3 separate regions of the Mus musculus genome follow, and regions 1 and 3 are each linked to region 2. The links are chromatin contacts, called in public HiChIP or PLAC-seq and promoter capture Hi-C maps. All regions are on one chromosome and are shown on one strand. Each heading gives the region's core, a stretch centred on a gene start, on an enhancer-like site or on the middle of the called end of the contact. The rest is flanking DNA. Distances are from core to core; before and after follow the strand shown. Region 1 holds the start of Dnah5 (dynein, axonemal, heavy chain 5). Region 2 holds the start of Trio (triple functional domain (PTPRF interacting)). Region 3 overlaps Trio (triple functional domain (PTPRF interacting)).

Evidence for each region. HiChIP or PLAC-seq counts read pairs in DNA pulled down with a chosen protein or histone mark. Capture Hi-C pulls out chosen DNA fragments and counts their contacts.
Region 1: a contact with region 2 is called in a promoter capture Hi-C map of pancreatic islet. The contact joins the promoter of Dnah5 here to the promoter of Trio in region 2. A contact is called at or near these places in 7 of 39 promoter capture datasets (the 3T3-L1 cell line, 3T3-L1-derived adipocytes, embryonic stem cells and 2 more), 3 of 115 datasets of contacts at active chromatin or transcription factors (bone marrow-derived macrophages, embryonic stem cells and memory CD8 T cells) and 3 of 9 other capture datasets (adipose tissue, liver and pancreatic islet).
Region 3: a contact with region 2 is called in a FOXA1 HiChIP or PLAC-seq map of pancreatic cancer cells. The contact joins the enhancer-like site here to the promoter of Trio in region 2. A contact is called at or near these places in 1 of 39 promoter capture datasets (pre-B cells), 1 of 484 Hi-C or Micro-C datasets (hematopoietic stem and progenitor cells), 2 of 115 datasets of contacts at active chromatin or transcription factors (memory CD8 T cells and pancreatic cancer cells) and 3 of 9 other capture datasets (adipose tissue, liver and pancreatic islet).

What each region holds. Positions count from the first base shown.
Region 1 is chr15:28,202,291-28,207,339 of GRCm38.p6, reverse strand. Dnah5 (dynein, axonemal, heavy chain 5) reads right to left here and starts at 3,574. Exons shown (of 79, transcript NM_133365.3): 1 at 3,305-3,574. The coding sequence starts at 3,361.
Region 2 is chr15:28,022,721-28,027,750 of GRCm38.p6, reverse strand. Trio (triple functional domain (PTPRF interacting)) reads left to right here and starts at 1,903. Exons shown (of 57, transcript NM_001081302.1): 1 at 1,903-2,411. The coding sequence starts at 2,255.
Region 3 is chr15:27,819,837-27,824,346 of GRCm38.p6, reverse strand. It overlaps Trio (triple functional domain (PTPRF interacting)), which reads left to right. Exons shown (of 57, transcript NM_001081302.1): 30 at 176-366; 31 at 2,906-3,007. Among named protein-coding and RNA genes, the nearest start is that of Otulinl, 140 kb to the right of the region's middle. Within about 2 kb of position 2,071, at least 56 of the 459 cell types and tissues checked have an H3K27ac peak or open chromatin away from gene starts, as enhancers often do. A contact at or near this core is called in adipose tissue, liver and pancreatic cancer cells, where this site is marked.

The DNA.
Region 1 (5,049 bases), core at 2,325-4,824, 180 kb before region 2:
CTAGATCGGACCCAAGAATAGTCACCTGCCCATTAGCAAGCAATACCCACCCTTCTCCACTTCCCCAGTAAATCCTCAAGCCAATTGCTTTCCTTGGTTCCAATGAAAGCATTTTGACACGTTCAATGTGAAATGTGGTCACCAAGACAAACAAGTCTAGGCTTGAATAACAAAGGACACCAACTTGGCTATAGTGCCAGAGAGCAACACTACTGACAGCCTCTTAGTGTCCACGTGGTATCAGACAGCTTAGGTTCTTTATGTCCCGGCCTCCTCCGTCCACCACACTGAAAACAAGCTTTGGCCTCCTGCAGAGCATCTCAGTAGGAGACATTATGCCTCTCCAAGGGAGCGCTCCTATGCCCCTCAACCTCTACCCACAGGAATCCCTGAATCCTTGGGAACAATCCGAAATCTCACCAACCGCATTATCTAGCATGAATGCATGCAAGACTAACAACAGGTCTCTCTGCAGCTGAGAGATAACATCTCCATTGTAAAACCTTTCTCCCTCGAAGACGGATGACCTCAACAGTCAAGATGACTGTCATGTTCTGGTTGTACCTTTTCTTTGGCATTAACAAAATCGACCCACAAAACCATGCATTTTGGTTTCATTCTAGAGAAATAAAAATGAGTTATTGGGTCTCTGATTCATGTCTTCCATGTCCATGGTAAATAAATACTAAACATTTTTTTTCTCAATCTGAGAAAAAAGGAAAGAAGGCAGATATATCTGTGCTGAGGTTTTGCTGATAAGTGACTAGATAGAGTTATTTCAAGTATTTTTAAATTGGAAAGCATTCAAGTTTATTATATGAGAAAAGAAAGAGATGGCCTGTCTTTTTCATGTACATAGAACTTCTACTACATTTTGTTGCTGCTGTCATGGATACACATGGGTAAAAGCAATTAACATATCATTTTAACCTAATTATAATACAGCAGCAGTGTAGTTGAAGTTCCAGATCAAGGCTGAATAAATCTCTGTCTATAGCTGCTATGCTACATGTCATGCTTTGGACTCTTTTTCCATTGAGCATTTCAGCTCAAAAAGCTACTACTCAATAATTATCATATCAATGGACCAAATAGACAATGCATATTGATGAGTTTCATCTCATCTCTGTTTCTTGAATGCTAGTTATGGTCACCCCAGTGAAGTATGATGGGAACAGCATTATCTTAGTAATATTGCAGCATGTTACATCAATATGCATTGTCTATTTGGTCCATTGGGTACTGGGTAGTTCATATTGTTTTTCCACCTATAGGGTTGCAGATCCCTTTAGCTCCTTGGTTACTTTCTCTAGCTCCTCTATTGGGGGCCCTGTGAGCCATCCAATAGCTGACTGTGAGCATCCACTTCTGTGTTTGCTAGGCCCCGGCATAGTCTCACAAGAGACAGCTATATCTGGGTCCTTTCAGCAAAATCTTGCTAGTGTATGCAATAGTGTCAGCGTTTGGAGGCTGATTATGGGATGGATCCCCAGATATGGCAGTCTCTAGATGGTCCATCCTTTCATCTCAGATCCAAACTGTGTCTCTGTAACTCCTTCCATGGGTGTTTTGTTCCCAATTCTAAGAAGGGGCAAAGTGTCCACACTTTGGTCTTCGTTCTTCTTGAGCATATGTATCAGAAGATGGCCTACTTGGCCATCAGTGGAAAGAGAGGCCCATTGGTTGTGCAAACTTTATCTGCCTCAGTACAGGGGAACGCCAGGGCCAAGAAGTGGGAGTGGGTGTGAGGGAGTGGATGGGGGACTTTTGGGATAGCATTGGAAATGTAAATGAAATAAATACCTAATTAAAAAAAAAAGAGAGATGAAACTTCCCAAAAAGATTTACTCCCAAGAGGTAGCACTTGTTGAGGAATTTAATTCATTAATTATATTTAAATGTTTGCATTTGATTATAATGTCTCAGACATGATAAAAGAGGGCAAGGAGTTTTCATAACTAAGAGAAGACCAGCTCACTCCATTACATCACAGGCATTATTTGTATTGTATCCTAAGCTCTATAGCAACAGAAGGTTATTTAGAAAGCAGAGACTCCTAAAGAAGTGGTATGCAAGTGAGGGACTTGCCTCATTCTAAAATGTTCAATGCATCAAAACATCTTACATTCCCCCAAAGTTGCAATTTTTGCCAATTAAAAATTAAAGTTTATGGCTAGGGATATAGCTTAATCGTACCCAGCCTGAATTCCATCTGTAGAATAATACAAACTAATTTGGTAGGGACAAAGGATCAGATGTTCAAAGTCACACTCTTGGTTACATAGGGTGTTCAAGACCAGCCTGGGATAGAGACCCAGCCTCAATAAACAAATCATAAGTTGGTAAGATGGCTCAGCAGGTGTCATCTGGCTTGTTCCCAAGTTTTAATTTAGTATAGCTCGTTCCTGGGATTGTTGACTTAATCTTTGTGACTTGTTGTCTTGTGGCCCCATTTGAGTATCTGCCCATTTCCCTGCTCTACCACAGAGCCTATGACAAACACTGGCTCATGACAAGTGCACTCTGAATACTTGCAAGGTCCAGTGGAAGCAACTATTGGCAGAACAAACAGGCCTCCGGCCAGATGTGGATCATCTGTTGCAAAATCCGTCTTGTAACCTACTAAACTCTGTCTAGCTGCTTCAAGATAGGAATGCCCATCTTTCTGTCACACTAGGCTAGGTCTGTCCATGACTACTTGAAGGAGACCCCACCCACGAGTACTCAGACATAAGGATCCTTGACCATGCCTGGCAAGAAGCAATAGAGTAATGTTGGAGGGGAAGGCTTTGGCACAGACTGGCAGTGGAAGGTTCAAGGTCCTCCCTGTGAGCAGCTGGCATGCAGCAGCTGAGAAGGACCCCATGTGGGGAAGAGGATTCTTGTCCCTTTATCTCCAGGTCCATGACCTCATTTCTACAAATATTAGATTTGAGAGGTGTCAAAGATCCTAAAATACATTGTATCCTAGAATCTGCCTTAACCATATCTAATAGCCAGCAAAAGTTTACAGGCCTTAAGGAATATACAAAGCCCAAACTACCAACCCAAACATTTTCCACCCTAGAATAACATCTTTCCTAAGGATCACTCATAAATGGCTACATGTAGTTATTCTCGGGCAGAAATCTGCAGTAAAGTCGAAAGTCACAGCTCTCCTTTTACATGTGAAATACCAATGCATGCAGCACGTCAGAGACTTAGTGAACAAACATCTTTTTCACAGATTCACCTGACTATAGATTTGAAGTTGTGTCAGGTCTTTTTCTACCTGGCATTAGAGGTGTTTACGCCAGCTCCTTACCGTCAGAACTCGGGTGACACTCTGCTTCCAGAGTTGTCGTCTGCCGATCCTAAACATCCCAGCAATCTGGGATGGCCCCAAGTCAGCTCCTCCAGAATGGTCTTCTAACTACCAAGAGAGCTGTTCATCCTCCAGTGGAATATCACAGGCAAAGACTCTAAGAGGGTCACAGCATCGCGCTGTTGCTTCTCATGCATGTGGGTGACTCTCGATATTCACAGAACTGAGGCGAGAAGTCAGTCCATCTGCGATGCTCATATATCCTTCCCTGAGTCTCTGCCCTGGGGCCTTTCCTCGATTCTGTGGTCCTTCGTTGTTAGGGTAATACTGTTTCCATGCTGTGCCGTTTAAGCACGCCTCTTAATCATGTTTAGCAACAAGAGAAAGCAATTTAACTGCTTGGTTGCAACCACAAGTTCTAATGTTCCATTCCATACACTGCCCAACAATAAGCTTTGAGTCAATAAAGGAGCTTAAATTATTTCTCTGAACAATAAGAAACCTTAAACCTGATCAAAGCAGAAGGCAGACAAGTCACAGCTCTGGATATATTACTCGAGTTAGGAAATTCAGTCTTACTTTGTCTAAACAACTTTGTGTGCACAATTAACTGCCAGCATGGTGACTAATTGTGACTAATTGCTTGATAGGCTAATTGTGACCCAAAGGAGCCATTTCCTCTCCCATAAAGAACAAGCAGCCTATTTCATATGCAAATGGCAAATGGTGTCCATAAATTACTCCTGTTCACACGGCCGCCCAAGCATGGAAAGCAAAGCATTGCATTCCATAAGCCTAAACATCTAGATCTTCCTCTCCGCACCGACGGATGGGGAGAGACCTCTCACCTACAACCCTCCCATCAAAGCACACAAATGGCAGAATTTAAGGTCCATTTCATTGGATCCTTGGGATTAAAAATCCAGCAGTTAGCTAGGCAGCAGTGGTGCTCACCTTTAATCCCAGCACTCAGGAGATAGAGGCCGATATCTGTGAGTTCCAGGCTAGCCTGGTTTACAGAGGAGTTCCAGATGGCTACAGCTACATAGAGAAACTCTATCTCAAAAAAATTAAAACGTAAAATAAAATCTAGTAAATAAATCCTTTTCGGATTATTCAAAGATCATCAGGAAATTGAGGAGTCCCCTGCTATTCAACCTCATCAGAAACAGAATTGACAACCAGGGCACTACCTTGATATCAGGACAATCAATTCACCTAGCCATCAGCCAGTTAGGGTGTGGCCTCCATTTGTAGTGTTAATATGGATACAGATATTTGGTGTTGAATACTGATGGCAAGCAAATAACAAAAGCATATTTAAAGTCAGAAGTATAGGCACAGAAGAACTCTCTATTTTCCCTTGGAAGTTCAGTGTTTGAATCTGACAAAGGCAGTAGACAGATTGACAAGGGAGAAGCCATGCAGAGTATTGCACACACGGGAATCACCCAGGTGCCCAGCAGTTCAGTAAGATTTAGAAGCTTACATCTGTTCTTCTTTGAGGAGAGAAAAAAAAGTATTGAGCAATTTTATCGGAAGAGTAGATTATTTTTCACGGAGATGAATTGACTCAAAGAACAGACAATGCCTTGGGGTAATGCCCCTGTGGTAGCCATCACTCCTGCCTGCCATTTGCATGTGTTTCCTCTTCCTGCTGGGATGGCTGAGGAAAGCACTTGCAGCAAATAATGTCTCCTGGACTATGTGGACTTGAAGATAGATAAGGAGAAAGAAAACTCTCC
Region 2 (5,030 bases), core at 654-3,153:
AGAAAGTTCCTTACCAGTTTTGTTCTCTTTGGAAGGTAGTGTGCAGCCTGTACCCTGCGAGAGGGGAGTTCTGCTCTGTCTCACTCGGGACAATCTCTACCTAAGTTACTTGTACTTCTGCCTTTGTCACTTCTACCCCATTTGCTTATTCCTTTACATCAGTATGGACTCAAAAATATTTATTTATTTTTTTTGCTTGTAATCAAACAGTGCTATGTTGTCTTTCTGAAATTGTTCTGGCTTGGGCCATGAAGAGCTCTTTCGACTGTTTCCTTTGTGTCCTGGGTAATCTTTTTCTGTGCTGCTTCCCCCCCCCCCCCTTGGGAAGTCATTTCCTTACCTTCTGGCACAACAGGGTGCTCATGTTAAATACTTCCTGCCCCACTACCAGAATCACCCATTTTCCCAAAGAGCCTGAATTCCTTTAATTGGAGGAAAGTATTAAAAACAAGATCTGAGAACCATAGAAACGCTCCATCTGTGGTAAAATACTTACTCTGCAAGCATGGGAACCTGAATTCAGTTCCTCGGTATTCCAGCTTTTTACTGCAGCTTGGGCACTAGGGAGGCAGAGATGGGAGGATCTTTATGTATTGCTAGTCAACTGTCTAACTAACCAAGGAACTCCAGATTCAGTGAGAGACTCTGCTCCAAAAAAACTAAGGTGAGAAGTGGATGACTGAGTTAGACACTGGGTACCTACCTCTTGTATTCATATAAACACAGACCCAAAACACAAATGTCGATAGTGCGTGCAGGCACACATGAGAGGCAGAGAGACAGTCATCAAAACGCTAGGTGTTTCCAGGGCCAATTAATTGACAGAGCAAGAAAATACAGGCATATGTACTATCATGCGGTCCAAAATATAAGCACACAGCTGTAGATCTTTACACACACCTATTGCAAGGTGAACACAAATTCCTATGGGTGTCTTCAAACTTCATCCTGACCGAAACCAAGCCTTCTAGCCCTTTTCCCTTGCTTGTCTGAGACTGCCAAGGGGAAAAGATCTGGTGGTCACTTAATCATCGTTCTCCCGTTAAACATAGGTGCGGGGTGTAGTTTGATGGAATTTGTTGATCTGTTTTCTCCTGCATGTGATTCTCAATTACCCGGCGCCCATTCCTTCACTGCACTCATCTTGCAGCCGTGACATAAAGCAGAATTTGATATTCCACACATCTGATTTAACGTACATTTTCTTTAAAAGTCCCTTTCCTCTGGTCTCCCCTGCCTCCATCATCTTCCCACTACATCTGGGTAGCCTGAGGACCCAGCACACTTGGGAGATGGGGATTCCCCGCAAGCACCCCCTCTCTCGCGCCTGCTTTTTACATACAAGGAGACGGTAGACTAGAGCAGATAATCTGTTTTCACTGCCTCTCTGCTCATTCAACAATTATCCCGCCCCTTCTACATGCCAGTGACAGCGCTGTGCCTGCGAAGGCCACACCAGCTCCATATCCTGGTCGCTCGGCCCCGCGGGTGACATAAATAATAATGAAAACGCTCCAGCGCTAGGACCGCTTGCAGTGCAGGCGCGAGAGTCCTGGCAGGGGGCGCAGTGCCCGTCCTGGAAGGCCAGTGTGGCTCGGTCACACTTGTTCCTGCTCCTCCCAGGTTTGGAGCAGCCCTGGAGGAGGAGACCTGGCCCGCTCCACGTTCTCTCTCAGCCACTCCATTTCGCCCTCCGGGCTCCCAGGCGCGGCTCCGCCCCTCCAGGACCCGCCCACAAAAGGCCCCGCCCACCAGCCGAGCCCACGCTCCGGCCGCTAACGAAGCTCTCCGGAAATTCCCGAAGCCCCTCTTTTTCCTTCCTCTCCTTTCCCTGCTCTCCCTTTCCTTTCACCCGGGCTCCCTCGGCCGTGATTTCTCCCTCCCCCTCCTTCCTTCCCCGTCGGAAAGCAAGATGGAGGCTCGCTGCTGCCGCCGGCGTTCGTGATCGCGGAGCTTCGCAGCCCCGGCCCCCGCCCTCGCGTGTCCGCGCCGCTGCCCGTGCCCCGGCCGGCCACGCCGAGGCCGTGGCTCCGCGCGCCCGCTCCGCGCCAGGCTCGCGGCTCCCGGGCGGTGTCCTCGTCTATGTGGGCGCGCTCCTCGGGCCGAGCCGCCGCCGCCCGCCGCCCCGGGGCTGTGCGTCCGCGCGCCGGGCGCGGGCAGCTGGGTGCTCGGCGCCGCCAGGCCAGGCGCAGGCGGCTGGGTGCGCGGAGCTAGGGGCGCGGGGCCCGAGGCGGGCTCGTCCGCCGCCGAAGCCATGAGCGGCAGCAGCGGCGGTGCCACCGCCCCGGCCGCGTCCTCCGGCCCCGCGGCAGCGGCCAGCGCGGCGGGCTCCGGCTGCGGGGGCGGCGCCGGCGAGGGCGCCGAGGAGGCCGCCAAGGACCTAGCCGACATCGCGGCCTTCTTCCGATCCGGTGAGTACCGCGGTTGCCCCGCGCGCTCGGCCGGCCCGGCGCGCCCGGATCTCCGGCCCGGTATAGCCCTGCGCGCTCTCGTCCCTGTCGCCGCATCGGGGCTCTGCGATCCACGCCGGCGTGTCAGGTTACCCACGCCGCCCTTGTGCTGCGGCTCGTCCCGGGCGCCTTCACTCGCTTTCCCGGCGCTCGCCCCTCGTGCCAGGCTAGACACCCCTCGGCCTCCCGTTTCAGCGGCCACGGCCCCGCGGGTAGGGGCGCCGGCTCTTTGTCTCTTGCTGGAGGGCCGAGGAGGCGGCGGCGGGGACGGCGTGGGCGGAGGCCGGTGTCCCGGAGGACGAGCTCACCGGGACCGGGGACAGCAGCTCTGCCCTGTAATAGCTTTTGGGCCGCTGGTAGCTGGACCACCAACCCCATTATCAGCGAGTGTCCCGACTCGGGGCTCTAGCCTGTCATCCAGCCTTGGTGTACGGTTCTGTGAAACGGGGCAGCCATCGCACCTCAGCCCAGGAACCGAGGACGGTGGCCGAGCTGAGGCGGCGGTCGGGTCGAGCCATTGTTTCTGGGGGAGGCCCGGGAAGGACATCTGGGACCGTGGTGGCCCTTGGGAGAGGCGTGGGACCAGGGCTGGCGGGCACTGCGTGGGTGGCGTGGACCTGGAGGCAGTGAGGGGCAGTTTAGGGTCCGCTCTGGCGAGCCGGAGGTGGCCGAGGAGGAGGCTAGCCCGGAGCCCGGCGGGCGGGAGGGGCGCTGGTGTGCTGCGCAGGGGGCGTGACGGGGCGTCCCGGGGACCCCGGTAACGGCGCCTCCTCCAAGCCCGGCCCGGCCCAGATCCCGCGCGAGCCCGGCTCGCGTCCGCGCGTCCCTGCGTGCAGTCCGGTTTGCTTGCGCGTCCGGGAGGCGGCGGAGGGCAGCGGCGGCCGGGGGCCTGCAGTTCGGAGAGCAGTCCCTGGCCGGCCAGGCTTGGGAGTGAGGATGCAGACTCCGCGCTGGAGAGCCAGAGAGGGCGGCCCAGGTCAGGATCCGGACGGACGGGCGGGCCAGGGAGGGCGCGGGGAGGCTGTTTGCCCGCCTCCGGGAGGACGGAGAGCCTCGGGGTCTGGTGAGCGGCCTGCACCGGGGTGAGCGCGGGAGGCTGACAGCTCAGGGTCTCAGTGGCCTCTTTCAAAGTCAGGTCCCAAACTGGAAGAGATCAGGGCCGCAGTCCAGGTCATTAGGAGCTAGCAATTGAAGCGACCAGCCTTGGGCGAGGCAGATAACTTCTGGGCCGTTAGACACCTGGTTTAGTTCTGTCTTCTTGATCTTTGTCTGGCAGGGTTATTTTTGATTCGTCTTAACCGATTGGTTATGAAGAGAAGTGACACGTTCCGTCTCGACTGTGTCAACTTGGGTTTAGTGTGCTCTTTCCAGCTCTCCCTCTCCGGTGAGGGCCTTGTAGAAAGCTGAGGTTTAGAAAGACATGAACTCCTTCAAATGAAAGCTTTAACGGTTTTTAACAATGTATTATTTATTTTTTAGTGTGTGACTGGCTGGAGGCATGGCCCAAAGCCACCATTCTTTCTTTTTTTCCATCACCTGTCACAGACTAAATGGTTTTGTGCAGAATTCATCTTCCCAATGTTCTTGCGTCCTAGAGGTGGATTTTTTTTTTCCCCTTATGGCTTAATGCACAGTTCAGGAATGACTTGTTTCCAAGATTCTCCAAAGACATGCTGGTCTTGATTGCCTCTCTTCACTCTGGGCTCTGCTCTTACTGTTCGTAGTCCTGGGTAGCTCGTTCGTTTTAGAGTTCCTGATCAGGTAAAGCCGCTTACTGCCTTGTTTCCTTTATTCCACCTCCAAAGTGACTTGAAGGAGCCAGCGCAGATTTTCAGTTGGTTTCAGAGTTGTCCCATCCCCCTTTAGAATTTCATTTCACCCTCCACTCTGAATCCTTGCCCCAGATCTCAGTGGTTGGCATGTAGGCTGGTGTGTCTAGCAGAGGATACCTAGGGGCTGGTCAGTTTGAAGCATAGACATCATGGTTTTAAGGGTGGCCTTGGTTGGAGACCTCCTGGAAAGAGATCAGTTCAGGTAGGAGCCCTCCTGGAAAGATTTGATTGACTGTGAATAAGGAGGAGTTGTCAGATCCATCTCTTCTGTCTTCAGGATGTGCAGACAGGGAAAATCCGTCCCTGTTGACTGGGAGGCAAGGCACCTTCTCCAAGGTCCCTGAGCCTGGTCCTCAGGGCACGTTCTATTGCTTACCTTTTCCTTCTCAGTCCTGTAGCTGTAGTTATTTGGTCCCCTCTTCTGTTTATCCCTTTCTTGCTTCTTTATTAAGCTTTATTTTTGTAGCCATAGACTGAAAACTGGTACCCATGGTTGGATGGAAGGGACAAGCTATCAGCTCAAACAGAACTTTTTAACAGAGAAGCTCAAAAATAGAATGAGCTACTGTGTCACTTCCCCCACCCCATCGGTGGAGGTGTGTGTTCAGCAGAGAGGCTGCCACCTGCCTGCATTCAGGTGGGTGGGTGCTGGGGACTGGATGTCTACCCCGAGCATGGAGGAGATTGCCCTTGGGGAGTGCTTCTTTCTGTAGGTTTAGTTCCTTCAGAACTGTGGGTACCCACACAT
Region 3 (4,510 bases), core at 822-3,321, 200 kb after region 2:
TGAGGAACCCCTGAAAATGTTTGAACTTGGGGAAATACATGCAAAGTAGTATTTTAGGAAGAGCTCTCCCTTGTTAGGAGGGCGGGTGGTGAGCGTGGAGCCACGTTGAAAGCATTTGCAGGCGAGCCGGCAGTGCTGCCTTCTGAGTCGGGTCTGCTTTTGCTTCATGTTGCAGGGTTTGACGAAAACATTGAGTCTCAGGGAGAGCTCATCCTGCAGGAGTCCTTCCAAGTGTGGGACCCGAAAACCTTAATTCGGAAGGGTCGAGAACGGCATCTCTTCCTTTTTGAAATGTCCTTGGTGTTTAGTAAAGAAGTGAAAGACTCCAGCGGGAGAAGCAAGTACCTGTACAAAAGCAAGCTGTTTGTAAGTATGGCGTCCAGAGCTCGAGTCCACAGACCGCAGCTGCAGCCTTCCTGTAGGACAGAAACCTCCTGCCTGCTGCCTATAGCTTCCTCCTAAAATGCTCAGAAATGTGAATCTGAATTGTGATTTCCTCTTCATCAGCTAATTTCTCTGCAAGCCAAGTCCACTAGAGGGCACACTGATACTCTTGGGGCTTGGGGATTCTGTTCTTAGAGCCCATAGCTGCTCACTGCAGGATGGAGAAACACTGTAGGGCAGTGGCTCTCTACCTTCCTGATGCTGGGACCCTCCAATACAGTTCCTGCGGTGATCCCCAAACATAGAACCATTGTTGTTGCTACTTCATAACTAATTTTGCTACTATTATGAATCATAATGTAAATATAGATACAGGATATCTAATACGTGACCCCAGTGGGAGGAGCAACCCTCACACAGGTTGAAAACTGCTGCTGTGTAAATAGATGATGTCCTACCCTAAGCAAGGATTCATATCAATTTAATTTTTTTAATTCATAACATTGTCTTAGTCAGGGTTTCTATTCCTGTACAAACATCATGACCAAGAAGCAAATTGAGGAGGAAAGAGTTTATTCAGCTTATACTTCCAGATTGCTGTTCATCACCAAAGGAAGTCAGGACAGGAACTCACACAGGGCAGGAACTTGGAGACAGGAGCTGATGCAGAGGCCATGGAGGGATGCTGCTTACTGGCTTGCTTCCCCTGGCTTGCTCAGTTTTTTTTCTTATAGAACCCAGAACTCCCAGCCCAAGGATGGTACCACCCACAATGGGCTGGGCCCTTCCCCCTTGATCACTAAGTGAGAAAATGCCTTACAGTTGGAGCTCATGGAGGCATTTCCTCAACTGAAGCTCCTTTCTCTGTGATAACTAACTCCAGCCTGTGTCAAGCTGACACAAAACCAGCCAGTACAGACATCAAAACGTATGTAAGCTCCCTTACTTGCTGCGCTCACTACAGATCCATAATAACGAAGATTTAATTATTCTCCATTAGAAATTAATTTATGCAAAGTAAATGTAAGAACAAATTTTTGAAAATTTGATAATAGCAAAATGGCATTATCACAGAAAAATATGTAATCAAAAATAGCATTTGAAAGACTCCCCAGCCCTGCCCATGCAGAGGCCTTTGGAGTGTTCTAGCGATATATTTTGGCTCGTCATTGTGTTTCTGGGGAGAGGCGCACACCCAGAACTATTGTGCTACCATTCCTCATTAGCCAGCCCTGGCTGGGTCCAGCCCATGCCTGCTTTCTGGAAGCCAAGCCAGGACAAACTCTTATCCCCTGCACTTTGACCTTTCTCAAGGCTATTGCTCAGAGGGCTGCCAGCACTGGGTTGCTGGGCAGAGTTGGGCAGAGAGAACCAGTGAACATAAAGGCAAGCTTACCATCATAAAGGAACCAGAGTGCCACACAGATCTCTCTCTGTCAGCTCTCTTTAAAATATTATTCGGTATCTAATAGTCAGGTGACTTAATGTTACAAATTTTGGGGATTTTTGTGTGTCAATCAAACTCTCCAAAGAATAGAGACTCCCAAGCGTAGAAACTTTTTAAATAATAATCTGGAATCTGAAAATTCCTGGTAACGGTTTTCAGTCCACCATCTTTGGCCGGTCCCCTGGTTGTGATTATCATTTGGATCACTGTGGCCTTACGTCAGATAGGTCACTGTCCAGCTGGAAATTAATAAGTGCATCCTGGCCAGCAGCCACTTTACTGCTGGCTTTAATCTGACCTTGGAGGCAAGCTTGTGTGTTTTAAAAACTGATACATCTTAGTTTAATTTATATTTTAAAAAAAATAAGATTCCTACCAAGGCTGCCTCTGCAGTTCCAACCTGTGAGTCACTTCCGTTGCTGGAGGGAGAGGCATGGGGCGGATTCCATCATGGGGGGAGGATGCCCTGTTGTGGATATGTCCACAGGCAGGGTTTTCATGATGAAATACTAAAAGTTAAGGATGTAGATGAAGTCAGAGTTTAGCCCTTTTGCCCTCTGTCAAGGTATGCTCAGAGTCTGTTGTGGGAGCCTCTCTGGACTAGGAAAAGCCCGTGCTTGTGTCTAAGGTTGGGCTGTTTCCTCAGCACATCCTGCTGATGAAGCTGCATTGCAATCTCCAGAAGTACTCAGGGTGGGAACAGTGTGTCCCGCGCGTGTCCACCCCGGCTTTCCTCCTACCTCCTAAGGCTCTCAACCTTCTACTGACCCGACCCTTTCGTGCAGCTCCTCACACTGTGGTGACCCCAACCACAAAAGTATTCATGGTGCTACCTCATAGCTGTATTTTTGCTACTATTATGAATTTTAATGTAAATATCTGTTTTCCAGTGTTCTTAGGCGACCCCTATGAAGGAGTTATCTGACCTCCAAGGGGGTGGTTGTAATCCATAGATTAAGAAGCACTGGACTAAGTGTTTCACATGGCCACCAACCACCAGAGGCTGTCCTCTTTCCATGTCTACTCCTACCAAAATCGTACCGTTGTCTAATTATCTAATTGTGTTTTATGCAGACCTCAGAGTTGGGTGTCACAGAACACGTTGAAGGAGATCCTTGCAAATTTGCACTGTGGGTGGGGAGGACGCCAACTTCAGATAATAAAATTGTCCTTAAGGTACGTCAATTTACAGCTTATTGGCTTACAGTGTGAACGTTTATTGTGGTGATGTAAGCTGCTTTTCTTGCTGATTGCAGGTCATTTTATTTGACTTTTTTGTTCTCTGATGGAATTGGTGAAGCCAAAAATCAATCTCTCTCTCTCTCTCTCTCTCTCTCTCATTCACTTTTAATTTAAACTGTTTTTAGTATACTGACTCTTCCTAGGAACTGCAAAGAACTCTAAAGGTGTCTCATGCGATAACCTCATCGATATTTTAGAAAACTCAGATGCTGTCTTCTTGGTCTGTCTGGAAATACCAGAGATGGTTTAGGGATGCTCATGATCTGCAAGCTGTTGAAAGGAGCCCGAGTGTGGTGAGATGCTGGTGGATGACTGGACTTACTGCATCTCCTTTGCGAGTCTTCTAGTCTTGCTTTAGTATTTCCAGAAACTGAGTTGCTCATCTGAGCAGCACTCTTTCACAGCCAAGGGACCACATGGAAGCCACGATGTTTCTAAGATCTTTGCTCCTGTGGTCACAATGGATTGTTTCCAGTGAATGCATACGGCCCAACTGGGGACCCTTGTTAGTTAGGACTGACATAAAAACCACATAAAATATTAAGTGTACCAACAAGTACATTTTAGATCATTTAAATTTTTCTATAGTTTAAGGTTGTTAAAATATATTCAAAACTAAAACATTTCAATATAATTAGAGGCGTTTGGATAATACCTTTCACCTTACAAGGAGGGTCAAATGGCAGTGGCCTGTACTTTGATCTTGATGGCTTTGAGGTGGTGGTATTGCATGGGGATGAAGAGGGAGGTGGTGGTGTAGATTTTGTTGCTGATGTTGTGGTTAGTAGAAATGGTGGTGTAGATGGTTGCGTTGTAAGGGTGTGATGACGCTGACGCTGGTGACAGTAAAGGTGGAGACAGTGGTGTCCATCGCAGTGAGGGTCTTTATGGTGGTACAATTGCTGAGGATATAGACACAAGTCCTCAAGGTCCTCAATGGTGACGGTGACAGAAGGGACGGCCACTGTGGTGGTGGCCTCGTGGTTCCAGCACACAATGACTGTCTTTGTTTGCTAAGGCAGGAGGGAAAACTGTCTCTGAGTCCTTTCACAGTTTGACGTTCCCTGAGTATACTAGTTACCCCGTTTACTGAATGGACCCATTTGTTTGACACTGTCTCTATAAAGTGTGTGCTTTTGAGTTACTCGCCATCGATGGAATAGTCATTTTGCAGGGCAGTTTTCTTTATTTCTGCAGCATGGCCACGGTTTTCCTTGATGATCTCCAGGCTGCACTGAGTGTCCTTTTCAGATCCTTCATTGTTTTATCTCCACCCTTGTGTCCGGCCTGTACATTCTGATAGACGTGAGATTTTCAAAGTTCCCCCTTTACTCTAAGTAACTGAAGAACATTCAACACGGCTTATGTAGAAAGAGCATCTGGCTCAGACTCTTCCCAGAGTGGACCATGGCTTGGCATTTCCAGAAACAAGATTCT